Regions from separate parts of the Bos taurus genome. Here region 2 is linked to region 1. The links are chromatin contacts, called in public Hi-C maps. All regions are on one chromosome and are shown on one strand. Each heading gives the region's core, a stretch centred on a gene start, on an enhancer-like site or on the middle of the called end of the contact. The rest is flanking DNA. Distances are from core to core; before and after follow the strand shown.

Region 1 (5,564 bases), core at 1,696-4,195:
CTCATTCCATTTCTACAATTTCCAATGCTCAATCTGGACCTCTCTTTTAAACTCAAGTCTGAAATATCCAGCCTCTACTTGATATAGGTATTTCAAACAAAGATCTCTAAAACTAGGCTTCTGTTATCCCCACTCCCATGCAATCTGCCCCTGCTCTGGGGCTTCTTCTCTCAGTAACTGGTCCTACCCTTTGCCTAGTTTCCCAGGTCAGAACTTGAGCCTTATATTTGACATCATCTCCTTTGACCTCCATAGTCACCCTATTACCAATTCCTATTGTACCCACTCCTTAAGCATGTCGTGACTCTGCCCACTTCTCTGTTAGTCCAACCACAACCCCCTCTCCCTTGAAAGATAGTCTGCTCCTTGGTCTCTCTGATTCCATTCCAAGCCATTATCCATTGACCTGCTAGACACATTTTTGAAAGTACTCTAACTGTATCCCCCACTCCTTAAAACTACCCAATGATTCTAGTCCAAAGTCTTTCCCAAGGTCTATGTGGTCCAACCAGATCTAGCCCTTTCTGTTCTTCAACCTCATCGTGAACCTCTCTTTGGCTCATTCACTATAGGCTCCCTTCAGTAAGAGTACCAAAGTCTTCTGATCTTAGGGCCTTTGCACTTGTTATTTCTGCTGTCTGTACAGTGTTCTTCCCCTCTTCCTTCCCCGCTCTTATTTTTCACTCCTCACTATCCTTCAGGTCCTGGCTCAAGCCACAGAAATACTGTCTCTTGAGCCCTCCATGAAATATCATTCCACAGCACCTTCACTCTCTGTAGCACTCAATAATTATGTTACTGTATATATATTTAATGTTTGTCTTCCTTGACAGACTATGATTCTCTGATCTCAGGGATTGGATTTATCTTTTTCATTGTGCCTGCAGCACCCTGTACAGTGTCAGGCGCAGAGCAGGGGCTCAGAAATATTTGCTGAATGAATGAGTGATAGAGGCTTGTGACCCGGGACTCACTGCTAGTAATGGAGGAGACTGGACCCCAACGCCAGTCTCCAGTGCTGCTGAATTGGACTCAACTTCTTTTCCCCACTGGGGAAACCAGGAGGGAAGAGGTTCAGAAGCCCGCCTAGGTCCTTGGATTCATTACAAAGGATGCAGGAAGCAGGGGTGGGGAGGGGTATCAGTCTACTGCCAAATGGAGTCCGGCTGGAGGTAAGGAGATTCTCTGGTCTCGGGTGAGGATGGGGTGGGGGTGGGCTAGAGGACACTCGTCGATGAAGTCCTGCCCCCCGGCGGCCTCACACTAAGAGCTTTGTCTGTGTTGCCTCATTTAATCCCCTGCCAGCCCTGCAAGGCGGGATTATTACCTCTTGTCACAGACAAGGAAAATAAGCTTTAGAGAGAGAGAGAGTAATTAACGTGCCCAGAGTCTCTCGTAAGGTCAGAACCAAGATTTGAATCTGGTACTTGAGCCTAAGAAATCAGACTATTTGGGAAATTCAGTCCAGAAAAGAAAATGGAGGGACAGGTACCCCCAGTGGACTTCAGGGAGTTTGCCACACAACCTCCACCCCGCCCCCACCCCTCCGCCACCCCCACCCTGCCCTGGCCCTCTCCATCACTCCACCCCTGTGGACTATCCATTCCTGGGGATTCTTTTTGAAATTCTAAAAGCTCTTGCAAACCCTCTCCATGCAGCCCCTCAGGTGGCCAGACCCTCCCCAGGCTGGCGCCTACCTCCCTTGAGGATTTCCCCTGCACAACTTCCATTTGAAAAGGAGCATGGGGCCCCAGTGCCTACCTGCTGGGGCCCATCAATGCCCTCTGTTCAGGGATGCAAAGTAAAGAAGCTTGGCCCACTGAGGGGAGTGAGTGGGAGATGGTGGGGATAGGGGACTGGGAAATGCCCTCAGAGCCTGGATTAGGGTGTTCATTATTATAGACCTTCCCCCTACCCTCATTTAACACCACTTATATAGAGCTTTTTTTTTTTTTTTAATAGTATTTATATAGTCCACTTGGGCTTCCCTGGTGGCTCAGTGGTAAAGAATCCGTCTGCCAATGCTGGAGAGGAAGGTTCAATCCCTAGGTCTGGAAGATTCCCTGGAGAAGGAAATAGCAACCCACTCCAGTATTGTTGTCTGTGAAATTCCATGGACAGAGGAGCCTGACAGGCTACAGTCCGTGGGGTCACAATAGAGTCAGACACAACTAAACAATAACGACATATAGCCCATTTAAAATATGAACTCATCAATGCTCAGAACAACTCTGAAGTAGGTACTGGTATCCCAATATTTTGTAGACTGGGGAGGTCGAAGCAGATAGGGTTGGTGACTTGCCCAAGGCCACCCACAGTAAGTGGCAGGCGGAGCTGGGATTTGAATGTGGGCACCAGTCTCTGGATGCTACCATCTGAAATCCCTCCCCTTTGCAGAGGAACCTGTCAGGGGAGAGGAATCTCTCTGGTCTCAAAGATAACAGCCCCTTCTCTTCTCATGTGTCCAGAGACAAGTGTGTTTACTTCAGGTTAGCAAGTGGCTGCCCCAAACAAAGGGGATGCAGGCAGAGATAACCCAATCATCCCAGGCCTGCCTGGGCCGTTAGGAGGGCAGGGATTGAACCCAGCCTGCTTTGAGGCTGGACTTCGAGAAACTGCCAGGGCCAGGGCCTGGCCGCCTGTTTGTTGCAAAACAATGAGTCAGCCTGGCAGGGAGGGGAGTGGGGCGATGGGGGGATGGGGGTAGAGGGGCCCCTAGCCCTGCCTCTGGCCTTTACCAGGGTAAATTCTGCCTACCCCCAACCCTCCTAGCCCTTAGAAGGTTCACCAGTTTCCTTTTTTCTTGTTTGGATGAGTTAGGAAAAGTATTGAAAAATAGAAAGTGCCCTAGACAGGAAAACACTCTGAAAGCTGAAACCTGCCTGCTGAGGCCAACACCCCACTGGGGAGTGGTCAGCCAGCCAGGAGTCCATCCCTGGCCTCCTTCCCAGGCACCGGCCCATGGTGGCACCTTAAGCCCTGGGCAGGAGAGAAGAGAACTTGGAAGTCCAGGGATGAGTGGTGACCAGTTCAAGGTCACAGCTGTGCTGATGGCTGGGAGGGAGGGTGGGCAGATCCTGTGGGGGGCTCTTGGGAGCCACATTACTGAACGGGAAGAGCCTGAAAACAGAGACCTCCTTTTTTTCAGTTGGCCTTGCCAAGGGACCCTGCTCTTCCATCCTCATGTGGGGAGAGCCCTTCACCCGGGGCTCATCAGGATATGGGGCAACTCTCTACTCTAGCTGTCACTGCTTAAGCCAGCATGGTTGCCCCTGAGGGATCCCATTTAGCCACAAGCTCTTCCATTCCTCTCCTGGCCCTGCCCCTTCTACCTCAGGGCTCCTCCCTCCTACTTATCCAAGAAAGACAGTGCTTTCCCCTTGTTAGAATGGGACAGAGGGGATTTGTTCAAGGTCACAGAATAAATCCATCAATTTATTCATCAAAACGTTGGACTGCTGTTGAGCCAGACTTGGCAGGGGGTGAGATGGGGCACAGTCTCTTGGAAGCCAGTCGCCTAAACCAAGAACTGCTCTATAATAGTGTGTTGATCAGGACATATCTACTGTGCTTGCAGCAGGGACACAGAGGGGCCTGACCCAACATGAGAACCAGGGAAGGCTTCTTGGAGGAGGCAAGACAGAGTAGGTCTTAAAGACGGAGCAGGAGTGTGCTAGGGCCAGGGATGGCAGAGGAAGGTGTTCTGGGCTAGAGAGAAATCAAATCTGCCAGCTCTGGGCTCACTTTCTAAGCTCTACACCCTGGCCTACAAGCATTACTGAACTCCTACAATGGAACAACAGCTAGGACCTAGGAAAGATACAGAACAATGGTGCCTGCCTTCCAGAATCTTCCTGTGTCAGTGGGAAGACAAAGAGTCCTCCTGGGAATTCTGAGGAATGCCATCAAGTGTTGGGGGCTCGACTGTGTATCTCTACGTAGGATATATCTCATTTAACCCTCACCCAACCCCTACGAATGGATACTGTTGGCATCCCCATCTTATACAGAGGAAACAGAGGCTTGGAAAGTATCAGTAACTTGTCCTGGGTCACCACTTGGTAAGGGGGTAGAGCCAGAATCTAAACCCAGGGGCCTGACTGTGGAGCCTGAGCCCCCAACCACGGGTGCTCACTGCAGCCTGGGGGAGAGAGGAAGCTGTCATAGACTCTGTTTGGTGGGCAAGCACAACTGGCAAAAGCTTTGGCGGTCAGGAAGGCATGACACAACTGTGTTTTGGCATCATAGCTCCAGAGGCCACTTGGAGGATGTATTAAAGGCACAAAGCAAAGGAAGAATGCAGCCTTAATGTCCAGGTGACAAAGGATGAAGGCTGAGGAGGACCAGCGGGAACTGAGGAAAGCCAACACTTACAGAGGTAGAAAGTCTGGCCTTAGCCCTGCCCTGGGCTCATCCTCAGGAAAGTCTTCTTTGCTTGACCTCCTCTGACTCTCCAGTGTCAGTGAAGCTCAAACAGCGGCTGTTTGTCCAACAGACACAAACTGAACACCTACTAAACGCAGGCCTCGTCAGCCCTGGGAAACAAGAGGGAGCCCAGAATCCTGTGGTGCAATAATTCCCAAAGAGTTAGCAGTGTTACCTGTGTTCTTCCTCCTACCCTCACACATCTTCAAGAGGAGATGAGTTTCCATTTAGACACTTCTCTAATGGTTTAGGCACAATCCTCTCCCTACCACCATCTCTCTCAGGTCTCCAGGAGATCCCGAGACTCATCTGTCCCCTTACACTTTCCATAGGACCAAGTACCGTATGGAGTACAATACTAAGTACTCATTTAGTACTTGCTGAGACTAGTGAGTCCAGTGAGGAAAAGCTGCTCTCCAACTACCCTCTGACCTTGAAACTAGATCACAACTCCTTAATCTATCCAAACAGTTTTCAAAAGGCACTTTTGGTCCCAGAGTTGCTGTCAAAGAGTGAAACTGACTGATGGGCCAATTCTGTGAGATCAAGTCCCTCAATGAGGATGACACTGCTGAGCCTTTAAGGCCACCTTGTATGCAGGGGGCACACCTCTGAAGCTGTCAGTCACCCCAGATGAGCCAATCAGCACAAGATATCTGGAACTGCAAGCTGAACTAGGGGATGAATGGGAGGGCTCAGGCTAGGGTAAGGATGGGTGTCCTTCAGTACCAGGAACTGAAGGCTACTCCAGACTTTGATTGTTGTGGCCACCAAGGTACAGGCAAGTTGATTATAGGAAGAACGGAATCTTGTGAGGTATCCCTGCTCTATGGAGACTTCAGAGAAGTCAGCTCAGAAAAGAGAAATGGGGCAGGGCCTGGGAGCCCTGAGTGGGAAGTGGCCATGGGAGGTGGCCAGTGCTGGTTTGTATTTTAGGGAGGGGGTGTTTTTATTTCCTTTTTGCCTTTCTTTACAATTTACTAAAGCCCTCTGCGAAGTTTCAGCTGCCTCTGTTGTGTCAGTGTGTGTGTGATCTTGGGTGGTGAGATGACCAGTGGGGGAAGGGTTGGATAAGGACCAGGAGGCAGGGGTGCTGAAGCTTGGGTTTTTGAGGGGGCTATTCTCTCTTCCCCTCCTAC
Region 2 (5,564 bases), core at 858-3,357, 41 kb before region 1:
TTTGGGTTCATTTCAATAAGGAACAAAAACAGGGTCAGGGTTCTTGGGTATTCTAGGCTACAAGTGTCCGCCACGAATGCCCAGCCTTGTCTAACGATCAGTGTAGGCTGGGTGGTGAGACTAGTCACTTCTTCTGAGGTCACTGCCCTTGGCTCCAAGCTGGAGGGTCCGAGATCTGGTGCCCTCTCAGCTCTACATTCACCATTCTGTGGACCTTCACCCATCTAGCCTTGATCCGGAGGTCTGACTTGCTCCATTTTTTTGCTTTGTCAATTTAATAAGATGGAATACACTTGTTTATCTTTTAAACACCATAACAGATAACTCATTTGCATTGGCACCTTGACAAAAGGTGATATATTAGTAAAGCAGGAATTATGTTAGTTTTACAAGGAAACCCAGGTGCCCAAGTGATTATGTGATTTGTCTAAAACCATGTGGTTTATAAGGGAAGGAGTCTGAACTCCAGCCCTATGTTTCTGATCCTGAAGTCCTTGCAGCCCTGCCCTGGCTCAAGCACCCTGGATGGGTGGAGAGTCCAGCAGTTGGCTCTGCATGCAAGCTGAACTTGAAGGAGTTGGTTTCCTGAGAGACAGGCCTAGTTCATTCCTTCCCAGGGTATTGAGAGAGGGAGTGAGTGCAGCGGAATGTAAATAAGCACAAGGATACACAGCCAGAAATAAGATCAACTGGGCAAGGGGGCGTGGGTCGCGGGAGCTTCTTTCCCTGGCAGGTACTGGACCTTCCAATTTAGGCCCAGTAACAGCCTAGGCTGCCAGGTGTGCGAAATCATGGGCCGGATTCCAGCCTTTCAGAGGCAGCGTCTGCGGAGAAGTGTCCTGGACCGGACCCCAGATCTGACAGCGGCTTAAGCCTCACTGGGTGCTGGGGCGGGGTGGTGTCTGCCTCGCACCCAGAGGGCACCGGCTGGCAAAATCTTATATCAATGCAGGCTTCTGGGGTGTGGGACTGGCAAGAGAAGGTAAGGAGAGCCCACTAGGGGAATCATCGGTGCCCAGCCTTGCCTGGCTGAAAGTCGGCCTCAGCGGGAGCTCGCAACCCAGGACGAGCTAAGGAAGGGCGCGGCGCCCTGAACGGCTAGGGAGGGTCTAGGAAGGCGCGCCAGGCCAAGGCTGCCGCGGACGGGAGCCTCGGCTGGCAGCTGTACCTCGACCCCCAGGAAGACTGGGGAAAGCCGGACAGACCAGCAGACGGACAAGGCGGCGGGAAGTGGCCTCCATGCCTGCGCGGCTCTCCCGGCCTTTCCTCCCGTCCTCCCAGCCGGCTCTCCCGCCCGGGACGCCCCGCGCCACTCTGCGACTTTGGCCCTGGCTCAAGGTCTTGTGATGTGATTAGCAAAGCCAGCGCCTTGTCCTCAGACACTCAGCCCTGCCCGGCAGGCCTCGGCATTCAAGCCCTGTTTACTGCAGTCTGGGCGGGAAGAGGGGCGGAGAAACGGGCCCAGGCTCCTCCGGGAGAGACTGCCCAGGCGGCCGCCCGCGTGGCCGCTCCCGCCCCCACCCCCACCGCATCTCCACGTGCAGTCGGGACGCAGCCACCACCCATTAAACTAGGGCCCAAAGTCCCCGCCCCCCCGGCCAGAGGACCCTTTGCAAAGCAGCCGGGCCACGCGGACGGTTGCAATATTCTTGCACTTTGCAATTCCCGCGCCCAGTATAAAAGAGTGGGAGATAAAAGCTCCGAAATTTCGCCTAGCAGGATCGGGCGGGGAAAGACACGTTCAGGGCTGCAGAAACCCAACCACGTTAGACGTGCTGGGGATTTCCGACAGAACAGCCCCAGAGGAAGGGAGCCGTATCTTCCCGCCACCAACCAGCAGCACCCATCTGGGCCGAGATCTCCACGCCGCCCCGGGCGCCCAAGGCGGCCAGCCCCGCCCCGAGGCCTCTCCGTCCCCTCCCCCAGAGGAAAAAAATTGGCGGCGGCCAATGGGAGGCCAGGAAGGCTCCTGACGTCCGCCAGCGGGCGGGCGGCGTTGCCTGGAGACCCCGGCGGGGTCAGCGTTCTGTCCCCTCCCCTGGCACGCCCGCCCCGGAGCGGCCGCGCTCCGGGGGCTCTATATAGGGCGCGCGCTCGCGGGCCGCTGAGTTCCACCAGTCCGCGAGCTGCCGTCGGCTCCGCGCGGGGGGGGCGGGCCGGGCACCCCGGGGCGCGGAGGTGCGCTCTAGCTTAATTCTTCTTTCCCCCCAACTCCGCACTCCCGGGCACCCTCAAACCCAGTCCACGCTGCTGCCCCCGCTCCCTCTTTTCTCGGCCCCCAGCAAACTTTCGGTCCCTTCCTCGCCCCTCGCCCGTTACTCGTCGTGGCTCGGGCCCGGCCGCGCCGCCCCGAGGGCTCCTCCGGATCTCCCAGTTTCCAGCTCCGACCATTAGAGGATCCAGAAACATGTCGACCACACTTCTGTCCGCCTTCTACGATATCGACTTCTTGTGCAAGGTACGCGGGTGAGCAGGGAGCCCTTCGAGTTCTCAGGCTTGGCCTTCTGTCCTCGGCTTTGGGGGTTCTCTTCCCGCTCTGACTTTTTTAGATTGGGGAAAAATCCCAGAGTTTGCACTGTTGCTCGAGCCTTGTGGGCGGGGAGAAGGAGCAGCTGGGAGGAAAGGCAGAAGGGAGTCGCTGTAGCTGTTAGTTTCTCCGCAGCTGACCACAGCCACGCTGCCCGGGGCTTCCCGGACGGGATTTGCGCCGCCCAGGCCTGCGGCCCACGGCTGAGGATCACATGTCGCGCCGCAGGGCGGCCTAGGGTGGGAGAGTCCGGCTCCTCCCAGTGCGAACTTGATTCTTGTGCGCGTTTAAGGGTGGAAGTTGGGCCGAATCGAGATCCGAAAAAGAAAAAGAATCGGAGGGCTGGTAGTGGCTACTCCGCAACTCGCCCCAACTCTTCCCTCCTCCCTTTTCATCTCTTCCCCGCTCCCCTCCTCTTGGCAGACGGAGAAATCCCTGGCCAACCTCAATCTGAACAACATGCTGGACAAGAAGGCGGTGGGGACACCCGTGGCCACCGCCCCCAGCTCGGGCTTCACGCCGGGCTTCCTCCGACGGCACTCGGCCAGCAACCTGCACGCGCTCGCCCACCCCGCGCCTAGCCCCGGCAGCTGCTCGCCCAAGTTCCCGGGCGCGGCTAACGGTAGCGCGGCGGCCGGCGGCTCGGCCTCCTACGGCACCCTCAAGGAGCCGTCGGGGGGCGGCGGCACCGCCCTGCTGAACAAGGAGAACAAATTCCGGGACCGCTCGTTCAGCGAGAACGGGGAGCGCAGCCAGCACCTCCTGCACCTGCAGCAACAGCAGAAGGGGGGCGGCGGCTCCCAGATCAATTCGACGCGCTACAAAACTGAGCTGTGCCGGCCCTTCGAGGAGAGTGGCACCTGCAAGTACGGCGAGAAGTGCCAGTTCGCACACGGCTTCCACGAGCTGCGCAGCCTGACGCGGCACCCCAAGTACAAGACCGAGCTGTGCCGCACCTTCCACACCATCGGCTTCTGCCCCTACGGGCCGCGCTGCCACTTCATCCACAACGCTGATGAGCGGCGACCCGCGCCGTCCGGGGGCGCCTCCGGGGACTTGCGCACCTTCAGCGCCCGCGATGCGCTGCACCTAGGCTTCCCGCGGGAACCGCGGCCCAAGCTGCACCATAGCCTCAGCTTCTCGGGCTTCCCGTCGGGCCACCACCAGCCCCCTGGGGGCCTAGAGTCGCCCCTGCTTCTCGACAGCCCCACGTCGCGCACGCCGCCGCCACCCTCCTGCTCCTCGGCCTCGTCTTGCTCGTCGTCCGCTTCGTCCTGCTCCTCGGCCTCGGCAGCCTCCACGCCCTCCGGCGCCCCTACGTGCTGCGCGGCCGCGGCGGCGGCCGCGCTGCTGTACGGCACCGGGGGCGCCGAGGACTTGCTCGCACCCGGCGCACCCTGCGCCACCTGCTCGTCGGCCTCGTGCGCCAACAACGCCTTCGCCTTCGGCCCGGAGCTGAGCAGCCTCATCACGCCGCTGGCCATCCAGACCCACAACTTCGCCGCCGTGGCTGCTGCCGCCTACTATCGCAGCCAACAGCAGCAGCAGGGCCTGGTGCCCCCCGCGCAGCCCCCGGCGCCGCCCAGCGCGCCCCTCCCTGCCAGCGCCGCCGCGCCGCCCTCGCCGCCCTTCAGCTTCCAGTTGCCACGCCGCCTGTCCGAGTCGCCGGTGTTCGACGCGCCCCCTAGCCCCCCAGACTCGCTGTCGGACCGCGACAGCTACTTGAGCGGCTCCCTGAGCTCGGGCAGCCTCAGCGGCTCTGAGTCCCCCGGCCTTGACCCAGGTCGCCGCCTACCCATCTTCAGCCGCCTCTCCATCTCCGACGACTGAGGCAAGAGGGCGCCAGTGAGGAGGAGGAAGGGAAGGCCGTTCTGGGGGTGTTGGAGGGTGCCCCTGCTTAGGGGCAGGGGGCCACGGGAGTGTGGGGGGTGACATCGGCCACAAGCAGACTGCAGGCTGTGCCGAGCACTTGGACTCGAACTTGAGTGCCGGGAGGGGCCCCCACCCCTCCCCTTTCGGTTCCCTCTTCGTTTTTTGTTTTTTTATTATTATTATTATTTTTATTATTATTACGAAGTTTCATTCTTGTTGAGCGGGAAAAAAGCCAACGAACTTTTTGTATTGATGAACAAAAGACTCACAACAGAGCAGTTGTGATGCGAATAGAACAAAAACCAAACAAACAACAAACTTTTTTAGGTCTCCGATGAGTTTGGGATTTTAGGAAAAATCAACCCAGCACCAGCAGCTATCAACCACCATTCCATATCTTCACTTGAAAAGCATTAGTTACAGTCCAGATGTCAGGACTCTTATCTTGAGAGAGGTTCCTTCCTAATTGTTTGTCCCAGACCAGTGTAAACAAACCAGCCAACCACCGCCTTGCTAATAAACCTATAAGCTTTTAGAATCCAATATTCTGCCAAGAATATGCCTTGATAGTAGACCTCAGCTCCATAGGTGTTTGTTTTTTAACAAAGTTATATATGTCTGGAAAAAAAAAAACCTTGCATTCCAAAGTTTCATACTGGTTACTGGTTTCATTGCCACCACTTAGTGGATGTTTAATTTAGAACCATTTTGTCTGCTCTTTCTGGAAGCCTTGGGCAGAGCTTAGTTCATAATTGATGGGGAATAACTGCTGAATTTTTAGCTGTTTTGAGTTGATTCGCACCACTGCACCACAACTCAATATGAAAAAAAACTATTTAACTTATTTATTATCTTGTGAAAAGTATACATTGAAAATTTTGTTCATACTGTATTTATCAAGTATGATGAAAAGCAATAGATATATATTCTTTTATTATGTTAAGTTATGATTGCCATTATTAATCGGCAAAATGTGGAGTGTATGTTCTTTTCACAGTAATATATGCCTTTTGTAACTTCACATGGTTATTTTATTGTAAATGAGTAAAAAAATCTTAATTTAAGAGATTGTATGTAATATTTATTTCATTAATTTCTTTCCTTGTTTACGTAAATTTTGAAAGATTGCATGATTTCTTTACAGAAATCTATCTTGATGCTGTGG

Evidence for each region. Hi-C and Micro-C count contacts between places; a contact is called where the count stands out from the background.
Region 2: a contact with region 1 is called in a Hi-C map of liver, with 2.1 times the contacts expected there. The contact joins the promoter of ZFP36L2 here to the enhancer-like site in region 1. A contact is called at or near these places in 4 of 11 Hi-C or Micro-C datasets (liver, skeletal muscle, skin fibroblasts and 1 more).

What each region holds. Positions count from the first base shown.
Region 1 is chr11:25,467,557-25,473,120 of ARS-UCD2.0, reverse strand. No RefSeq gene overlaps it. Among named protein-coding and RNA genes, the nearest start is that of ZFP36L2, 40 kb to the left of the region's middle. Within about 2 kb of position 2,945, at least 12 of the 102 cell types and tissues checked have an H3K27ac peak or open chromatin away from gene starts, as enhancers often do. A contact at or near this core is called in liver and skeletal muscle, where this site is marked.
Region 2 is chr11:25,507,287-25,512,850 of ARS-UCD2.0, reverse strand. It overlaps ZFP36L2 (ZFP36 ring finger protein like 2), which reads left to right and starts at 2,107. Exons shown (of 2, transcript NM_001191191.2): 1 at 2,107-2,458; 2 at 2,951-5,564. The coding sequence starts at 2,408. The coding sequence ends at 4,357.